2 separate regions of the Gossypium hirsutum genome follow, and region 1 is linked to region 2. The links are chromatin contacts, called in public Hi-C maps. All regions are on one chromosome and are shown on one strand. The core of a region is the stretch at or near the end of the contact, and the rest is flanking DNA. Distances in the headings are between cores, read along the strand shown. Region 1 holds the start of LOC107904426 (xylose isomerase). Region 2 overlaps LOC107904432 (a long non-coding RNA gene).

Evidence for each region. Hi-C and Micro-C count contacts between places; a contact is called where the count stands out from the background.
Region 1: a contact with region 2 is called in a Hi-C map of leaf, with 1.6 times the contacts expected there. The contact joins the promoter of LOC107904426 here to the enhancer-like site in region 2. A contact is called at or near these places in 2 of 34 Hi-C or Micro-C datasets (leaf and seedling).

What each region holds. Positions count from the first base shown.
Region 1 is chrA05:33,432,990-33,438,019 of Gossypium_hirsutum_v2.1, forward strand. It overlaps LOC107904426 (xylose isomerase), which reads left to right and starts at 2,910. Exons shown (of 21, transcript XM_016830808.2): 1 at 2,910-3,061; 2 at 3,429-3,518; 3 at 3,618-3,722; 4 at 4,058-4,132; 5 at 4,215-4,344; 6 at 4,443-4,534; 7 at 4,691-4,741; 8 at 4,909-4,985. The coding sequence starts at 3,462.
Region 2 is chrA05:33,275,012-33,279,450 of Gossypium_hirsutum_v2.1, forward strand. It overlaps LOC107904432 (a long non-coding RNA gene), which reads right to left. Exons shown (of 4, transcript XR_001686230.2): 4 at 1,499-1,816. Among protein-coding and RNA genes, the nearest start is that of LOC107904432, 4.7 kb to the right of the region's middle. Within about 2 kb of position 1,365, at least 9 of the 9 cell types and tissues checked have an H3K27ac peak or open chromatin away from gene starts, as enhancers often do. A contact at or near this core is called in leaf, where this site is marked.

The DNA of each region.
Region 1 (5,030 bases), core at 1,660-4,159, 160 kb after region 2:
ATTGCAACAACGTCAAATATCTTAATAATCCCCCATTTGGCAATTTGTTGAACAAACACATACAAGACAAGATGCTTATTCAACAATCAATCAACAACTCCCCCTTAACATACTCCCTTTAGTCCAGTCAACTTAACTTAGAAAATAATTTAAATAATTTAACCATCAATGCTTAGTTTGAAATTGGAATCAATAATCAAACAACTATAAATGTAAATAAGTAAGCTAATGAATTAGGAAATTATAAACAACCAATGTAAACAAAAATATTCATCCACCACAAGCATTAAGTTCAAATTACAATCCTAAAAAAAATCCCAAAATCAAATAAAAGTTCTTTAAATAAAAAAACAACATTTGCACAAATAGTAGCACGATATCAATCCTTTCACCAGCATATCCCTTTGACTGTCATCTCCCCTTTTTTATCAACAAGATTGCCAACTTAATCTTCATCAGGAAGAGAGTGAAGTTCAGCACGAAGGTTCTTTTGCTTATCTTTGATCTTCTTTACAATCTTGGCTTCAGCTCGAAGTCTGGCAATGCGTCAATCATCAATGCCAACTGGTTCATCCTTGGGTTCATTGGTTGTGTGCTTGCCTTCTAGGCACTTATGGGAGAATTTGAGTTCTGGGACAGGCTTTTCAACTTGCTTAGTGGCACGGACAACTCGCAGGTTTTTCTTGTGCAAGATTTGAAAAATCAGGGATTGGAATGGTAGGAAGGATCTACCATGTACCTTTTCAGCGTGCTTTACTATCTCTTTAAAGATTGTTTGGTCCAAATCAAATTCAACCATCTCGACAACTTTTCTTAGAAGGATTGCAGTCTTCCTGCTTACTGAATGAATCACACTGGCTATTAGGAAGCCAGTTCCAAGTTGCTATAGCAGATAAGGCAACATAAATTGTAAAGAGATGAAGCATGGATATTACCTTTCTTCGGCCATGTTAAGTAACTTTTCAACCTACAAGAGAAAGTAATTTTCTCACATTTTATTATGGGAATCACATTCCCATGTTTACGGGAAGGAAATTCTTAAGGTAAAGTTAGATTTCAAAGGAAATAATTTTTTTTCACATAGCAAACGTTAGAATTACTTTCCAATGGATTAAATTCCCAAAAAAGTTATCACTTTCCACCATACCAAACGCTACCTTAGATTAGATTAAAGGGGAAATATTCACTTACAACGGTGTAAATCTACTTTAGTTTTATACCCTTTTGTATATTTTTGTATTATTAATATATTAATGATCCAACTATAATATTTCATATTCTATTCATGTATATTATGCATCAAAATTTAATGACATGAGAAATTGCTAACTATTTGTTTTATACAAAAAATTTAACCATTCAATAAATATTAATATATACAGATCAATATGATAAAGATATCAGATTGGTTTGAGAATTTGCATGCATAACAAGTATAATTATATCAATAAATTCAACATTTAAATCTTTAAAATATTAGATGTAAAAAATATATAAAAGTTAATTTTACACCTATGTAAGTGAATCTCTATCTAAATTAAATATTAGATATACGCATTAAATTAGATATTAGATATATTATAATTTTAAAGAATAAAAATAAATAAGGACTCTTTTAGTGAATTAAAAAAATATCTTTATTTATAAGTTAGAAAGGTACAACACGGATATAATATTAAAATAATATATTTTACCAAATTAAAATAATATTTAAAATATAATAAAATACAATACAATAGAAAAAAATTATATAAACACAATATAAGTTTATACATATACGAATAAACCAATAGTTATATAAACAAGTAATTTGCAGGAATGGATCGTCTCAAACCTGCAGAACAAACATGAATTAGGATTTGGAAAAGCTGATTAGAAATGTTTTTTTCAGATCCTAATACGGCGCATATGGAAAAATCACAATCTCTTTATTTTTCAAGGGACGTCTTAGAATAGTATCGACACTATTAAAGTCTCCTTTAGCTGGGCCAAATAGTTCATGATGGCAGCTAGTGGCCCAACGATATCACTTCAGGCTCCAACTTCGTGTTCCAATCTACATGGAAACTGTCTACTTGAATATTGATGGTTTTGTAAGGTCCGAGGATGACTCTGCTTCAGCAGAAGGAATTGTGCGAGACAAAGTTGAGAATTGAATCCTTAGTTTTAACAAATTTTTAGGGAGTTGCTTAGTATTCGAGGCTAAATTGTAAGGCATCTTAGGTGGCTTAGACATCTTGATTGATTGAGGCTACGATAATGTGTTAGTTCAGATGAATAATCTTGAAGTGGCTACTGTCGTACAAGAAGAACTCACAAGAGAATCAAATTCTGCTTTGATTAGGAAAATTCTTCAGCGAGTTCTTCGATTTCATCATTGGAGCATATGCCATATCTCTAGAGAAGCGAACCAAGAAGTTGATAGATCGGGCAAATTGACTCATTTGGATAGTCAATGATTACTAGTTTTCTAAATATCCCCATTTGGAGAAATGAATTATGTGATGTTTTCTTCTTTTGTCAAAAAAATTACTCAAAATTATCAATACATTTTAATATACCTTACTTATTAAAAATAAATAAATTTAATAAATTTTGATAATATCCGTTAATTTAATTCAAAAAATCATAAGATAATCAAAATTATCATTATCATAACAAAATAAATCAAGTGATAAAAACAAACAACTTGATATTAAAAAGTTACACCTTTTTTTTCTTTAAAAAATTTTAACTTTTTTAAAAAATATTTTTTAGTGTTTTATTATTATTATTATTATTTTAAAAAGAATAACATGTTTTAGCATCTAACTTATACCTAAAAACATGTAGAATCCGATTACCAAAAAGAAAAACATGTAAATTCCTAAAAATTAGCTAGAAGATTTTTAGACAAAGAGAACCGAAAACGGTGACAGTGAGACACGTAATCTTTATCCAAAAAAATATAATAATTTTTTTATATAATTATGAATTCAATGTAGCTATAAGTACAGAGTCATCATCCTCAGGGCTTGTTTCTGTTCTTCTTATCAAAACCCTTTTTTTCTTAATCAAATCTGTATGTCCTCTATCTTTGTTTAACACTTTCTGCCATTATTTCTTTCGATTAATATGTTTCTTTTTTCGATTTTCAAAGGGTCTTTTTTTTATTTGCTATTAACCAATGATTTTTATGTGTTTAATCATTAAAAAAAATTGTTCTTTTTATGTGGCATCTGATGGTGGGTATTCATCAGGAAAAAGAAAGAGACTTTTTTTTTGTCACTGTCGGCAGCACTATTGGTTGTTCCGACTTCCGACTATTATTTCTGGTGTTTAATTTTTTTTCCTTTGATGCTAACTTGATATGTGGTGATCTGAATAATTCTTAAATATATTTTCTTTGATTGGATTACTTATAGTTATTATTTTGTTATTTTTTGCAGGGTTCAGTTCGCATAATAGTAACGCATAAAAGTATGGCTGGGAGGATTTTATTACTAGTTCTTTTTATGAATGCTGTCTTTTTCATAGTGGTAAAAGAACTTTAATTTGTGATGTTTAAATGTATTCTTTATGTATTTGTTGCTTCCAATTTTTTATTTATTGTGAATTGGAATTGTTTTTGCCTGTAGAATGCTGTACCAGAAACATGCCCTGCTGATCTCGGTGGAAAATGTGGTGAAGATGGTGAATGGGAAGGGGAATTTTTCCCTGGAGTTCCCAAAATTAAGTATGAGGTAAAAGAGTTACATCCCCTGCAGGATTTAACTTAGGTCTTATTTGTTGTAGTTGCAGAGGAAATGAATGTTATCATAGTCAATATCGGTGAATATCGACTCTCTAGAGTCGGAACCCTAAAACAGCGACAAAAAGGGTTACTTCCCCTGTAGGATTTAAAGGGTTGAATATAATTTAATAATTTAAATATATTCTGTGTTTTGAAACCTTGCATCTTTCTCTTTTCGAGATATATTATTAGAGATTTGGAATACATTCTTAGCTCAAAGCACTTTTGATTACCATAGCATTAATTATTCGAATACTTGTTATTTAATAGTAATTTTGACTGCAGGGTCCTTCTAGCAAGAATCCACTTTCATACAAATGGTACAATGCAGAAGAAGTGATTCTCGGGAAGAAAATGAAGGTTAGTTTCAAATTTCCCATTCTTAACATGTATAAGATCTATCAAGATGTTGATGATTGCTGACTAGTTGTCAATTGTTTAGGACTGGTTGAGATTTAGTGTTGCATTTTGGCATACATTTCGTGGAACAGGTGCCGATCCTTTTGGTGCACCCACAAAGTATTGGCCATGGGAAGATGGTACCAATTCCATTGCTATGGCCAAAAGAAGAAGTAAGATTGATAGTTATTTCCTCCCAACCTGTGCTTATTTGATTAATACTAGTCTGCAGGATGGTAACATTCTTTGCTCCTCTTTGAAATGATTGCAGTGAGAGCCAACTTCGAATTCCTAAGCAAGCTTGGAGTTGATAGGTGGTGTTTCCATGACAGGGACATTGCTCCTGATGGCAAAACACTAAAGGTTGGATATTTTTCTTATTGACTCTTCAAGTTGCTTTTCATATCTAAATGCTTGAATATGAACTGGTTTTGACTAAACTCTCTTAACAGCCCTCCTCTCCTATTGGTTTTTTTGACAATTGTTTATCGATCATTTTTTCTATTGTCTTCGTTGTAGGAAACTAATTCAAACTTGGATGAAGTTGTGGCACTTGCTGAAGAACTTCAGGTAATTTCTGAATTTGCAAAAAGTTTTAATTTGCTTGTCTCAAGTAGAGACCTATCCTCCTCTTTTTTCTTTTTCTTTTTCCCCTTTTCTCAAAATTTTAAACCCTCTTGCTTGATACAAGACTAAGTTATATGTTTCCCGAATATCTTTGTTACTTGATCATGCAGGGGGACAAGATCCGTCCACTGTGGGGTACTGCTCAACTATTTATGCATCCTCGTTACATGCATGGTGCTGCTACAAGGTATCCTTACTTAAGTGATTTGCATATATCCCTTGATGAACTTAA
Region 2 (4,439 bases), core at 115-2,614:
GACACATGTCATTGAGACATAATTTTGGTATTATTTTACAATAAACCTTGAATTTAGAATCCCGAACCTTGAACTCGGACCCTAAACCTTAAACTTTGAATCCCAAGTCTTGAGGTTCAAGGTTGGGGTTTGGGGCTTAAGGTTTAGGACTTGGGTTTTAAATTTAGAATTCAAGGTTTAGGTTCAAGGGACCTTGAATAATGTGTTGGGAAGGGTTCATAAAATAATTTCTCTAAGAATGAGTGTATAATAATAATTTCGTGTATTTAAAATTTGACGATGTGACAAAATTTTATCGATGCCTAAAAACCTTAGATTTTAGGATTATCCTAATATAAGTTATTCCCACAGTAATTTTCTGCTCAGAAAAAAAAACATTATTTTATTTGGTGTTAAACTTTTAACTTGATGTTGTCTTGACCTGAACTTGTAATATTTTACTTTATCTCTTTAATATTGAATTCCTAGCTTCCCACATTGGGTAGCCAATTTATTTGGGGAAATACTTTACTTGAAAGCAATTTGGAAAGCGTTAATTAGAAGTCCCTATATTCCGGATTAGCTAGCTATCCTATCAACTTGATGAGAAAGAATTACATGAAACTGTGATTCCATATCAACTTTATCTCTTTCCAATAGGAGAATGACAAATTATATTTTTTTCAGATATTCAACATTTTTAGTCGAATTTGAATTTTTCTAGGGGAAAAAGTTGAATATCAGGAAAAAAAATCTGATTTGTCATCCTCCTATTGGAAAATAATAGGGATGACGTAGAATTAAAATTTCATACAATCCTTTCTCCAACTTGACTGAGGCTAGTTATCCCTTTCATTTAATTTTATCAAATATACTGATTCTTTTCTATTCATCGTAAAAGATGTATGCTTGCACCCATTTATGCTTTTATATTTCTTAACTTTTGATAATATTGACTATACTTACCTCATTATTACTACGTATGTTTGGATTAAAAGCAGAGGTTTGTCCCCCAAAATTTTAAGTTGGAAAATTTCTCCTTTAAAGTTTTAAAATAAAATTGTGTTCAAGTGTTCGTTTAACATCAATTTTCAGTAGGGTTTTTAAAGCTAAAGTCTGCCTCTTGGCACGTTCTATCTGTCTGCCTCTTGACATGTTCTCTCTGTTTGCCTCTTGGCACAAATATTATTTGTTCTTCTGTTTTTTCTCCTATTTGTCAGATTCTGGTATTGATTGTTTTTTCTCCTATTTGTCAGATTCTGGTATTGATTATCTTTTATCCTTGAGTATTTTGTATCGGATTGGGGTTCTTTTACGTTGTTATGGAAGAGGAATTAGCCAGTCTAAGTTTATTAGATGATGAAGAGTAGGCATTCCAAAAGGAAGCAGCGGTGATGGATCGGAGCTATCAGGTCTGTTTGGTGGGGCGATGTCTAACAGATAGTGTTGTCCATTTCCCTTCTCTAAGTAATACTATGGCAGATCTTTGGCACCCAATTGGAGGGATTTGTATTACGGATTTAAGGGAAAAATGATATTTGTTCCAATTCTTTCATGATGTTGACGTCCAAAGGGTAATTTCTGGTACATCGTGGTTCTTCAATAATCACTTGCTTATATTGCAAAGAATTCAAAATGGAGAAAATCCATCAGTTTTGGTGTTAAATTTTACTGAATTTTGGGTACAAGTGCACAAATTACCTCCAGGTCTGATGATTGAAGCAACGGCTAAACAATTTGGGAATTTCCTGGGTAATTTCCTCGATTATGATACTTCCATTCCAATCTTGGGCCTTAAAATATACCTGCACATTCGTGTTCGTTTGGACGTATCTCTCTGTTGAAACATAAGAAGAAGATTCAGATTGGGAAAGCTATTTCTATTTATGCTCAATTTAAATATGAAAAATTAAGTCTATTTTGCTTCATTTGCGGCAAGTTGGAGCATAGTGAGAGTTATTGTCCCTTTCTTCTTAAAATTGAGCCTTTAAAAATTGTTTTTGGCTGGGATATATCATTGTGGGCTGTGTTGATGTGACAAAATACGGTGGTGAGTAGGTGGTTGCATGATGCTGATGGGTCACAGTACAGTGTTGGAAATATGAAAAGTCTCAATCAAAGTAGTATATCAAATAAGGAGAAATACACTGGGAGGAATTTAGGGATAAATTTTAGGAATCAAATATCAAATTCCAATTTAATTCTTTTGGGGTCAAACCAATAATATATCATTAATGGGAAGAATAATTAGGGTAATTGGAGCAAAGGTGATTCAAATTTTGATGGGTTGGTAAATGGGCCTATGAATTTAGTTTTAAAAGAGGAAAATGATCCAATATCCGCGTTGGACAGAAGGAAGCGACAGAGATTAGTTGAGGGCCTCGTAGCTCTATTGGGTGTTAACGCTGAAGGAGGCTCTTTGGACTTAATGGCTAGCTCTGGTGAGTAGAGCAGCTGAGCAAAATAAAAATTTTAAGCTAGAACGTTTGTGGTTTGGAGAGATCATGAACTGTTAAAAGGCTCAAGAACCAATTGAGAGCCGTTAATCCCCAAATTTTATTTCTTATGAAAATAAAATTAAGTTAAAAAATAATGAAAATGGTGAGGTTAAAGTGTAGGTTTGATAATGGAATTGAGATTGGGGCAGTAGGGTCGAAAGGAGGATTATCTTTAGGATAGAAATGGAATTCTTTAGCGAACCTTAAGAGTTTCTCCTTGTTTCATATTGATGTTGAGATTCGTGATAATGAATGCGGTGAAATTTGGTGATTAACAGAGTTCTATGGGAATCCAGACGGTAGGAGTAGAAATGTTTCTAGGGATTTGCTTAGACAGCTAAGTCACGACCAAACGATCCCTTGGGTTGTGTTGGGGGATTTCAATGAGATTACAAATTCTTTTGAAAAAAAAAGGTGGCTGCCTTAGACCAGAAAGTCAGATGAATAATTTTCGAATAACATTAGAGGATTGCAGTCTAAATGATTTAGGTTTTGTTGGGTGGTGGATCACATGGGAAAGAAGAAGGCTTTTAGCTACAAATATACGGGAGAGACTGAACCGTGGGGTTGCTACGTTAAACTAGGTGAATCTTTTTCCAAGCTAACAGTTAGAACATTTGTGTGGATCTTTTTCCAAGCTAACAGTTAAAACATTTGAGTTATTCCTTTTCTGATCATTGTCCTATTCTTTTGGACACCATGCATTTGAGATGGAATGATCAATCTAGTCCTGATAAACTGTTCCGGTTTGAAGCCAAATGGTGTTTAGAAAATTCTTTCGAGGAGATGATTAAAAAATGGTGGGCTTATTTTTCAGTAAGTGTTCAGGGAAAACTTGAGAGATTAAGCCACCAGATGCAATTATGAAGCAAATCCAAAATTACAGAGGAAAAGAAGAATCGTATGGCTCTTGAAAACAGACTAAGTTATCTTTATAATCAGGAACTTTCTGATGAGAATTTAACTGAAGTTATGGACGTTCAATTGGACCTTAATTTGGAGGCTGATAAAGAAGTTTTTGGGGAGCAAAGAGCTCGTGTTAACTGGTTGAAGAATGGAGATCGGAATACCAGCTATTTCCATAAAGTAGCTATTCAACATCAGTATTGTGGTCGGATTTCTGAGTTAGAAGTTGAGAATGGTAGAAAGCTTTCTTCGACTGAGGAGATGTTAAGGCTTGCTTAGGATTATTTTAGTAATCTTTTTTCAGCTTCTAATATGGGCTTGGACGAGCACTTTTTTGGGTTAGTGGAGAAAAGAGTCACTGATAGCATGAATGATGCTTTGCTTAAACAGTTTACTGAAGATGATATTGCCTATATTGTTAAGATTATGGCGCTTTTGAAAGCCTTCGGCGCTGACGATTATCCCACAATAATTTTCCAAAGGTACTAGCATATCATTGGGCCTGAAATTTCCTTTTATTGTCTATCTATTCTGAATGGTGAATCTGAAGTAAGAGCTATTAATAAAACATGCATCATTTGATTTCTAAGGTCGAAAAACCAAAAAATTTGTGACATTTTAGACCCATAAGTCTGTGTAATGTAGTTTACAAAATTATCGCGAAAGTCTTGGTGATTCGTATGAGTGCAATTTTAGGAAACTGTATTAATGAAGCTCAAGGAGCTTTTATCCCAGAAAGGTTTATTTCGGATAATGTGCTAATTGCTTATGAGGTCTTTCATTCTCTTAAAATAAAGAAGTGGTAAAAAAGGAAATTTTGCGCTAAAACTCGATATGAGTAAAGCGTAAGATTATGTTGAGTGGGATTTTTTGGCCGGGATGATAAAGCATTTAGGGTTTTATAATGATTGGATCGTTCTCATCATGAGATGCATTTGTTCTGTGTCCTACTCTGTGAGCCTTAATGGGTCTAATAGTGATTGGTTCTCTCCTTCAAGAGACTTAAGACAGGGAGACCCTTTTAGCTCCTATCTTTTTTTAATTTATGCTGAGGGT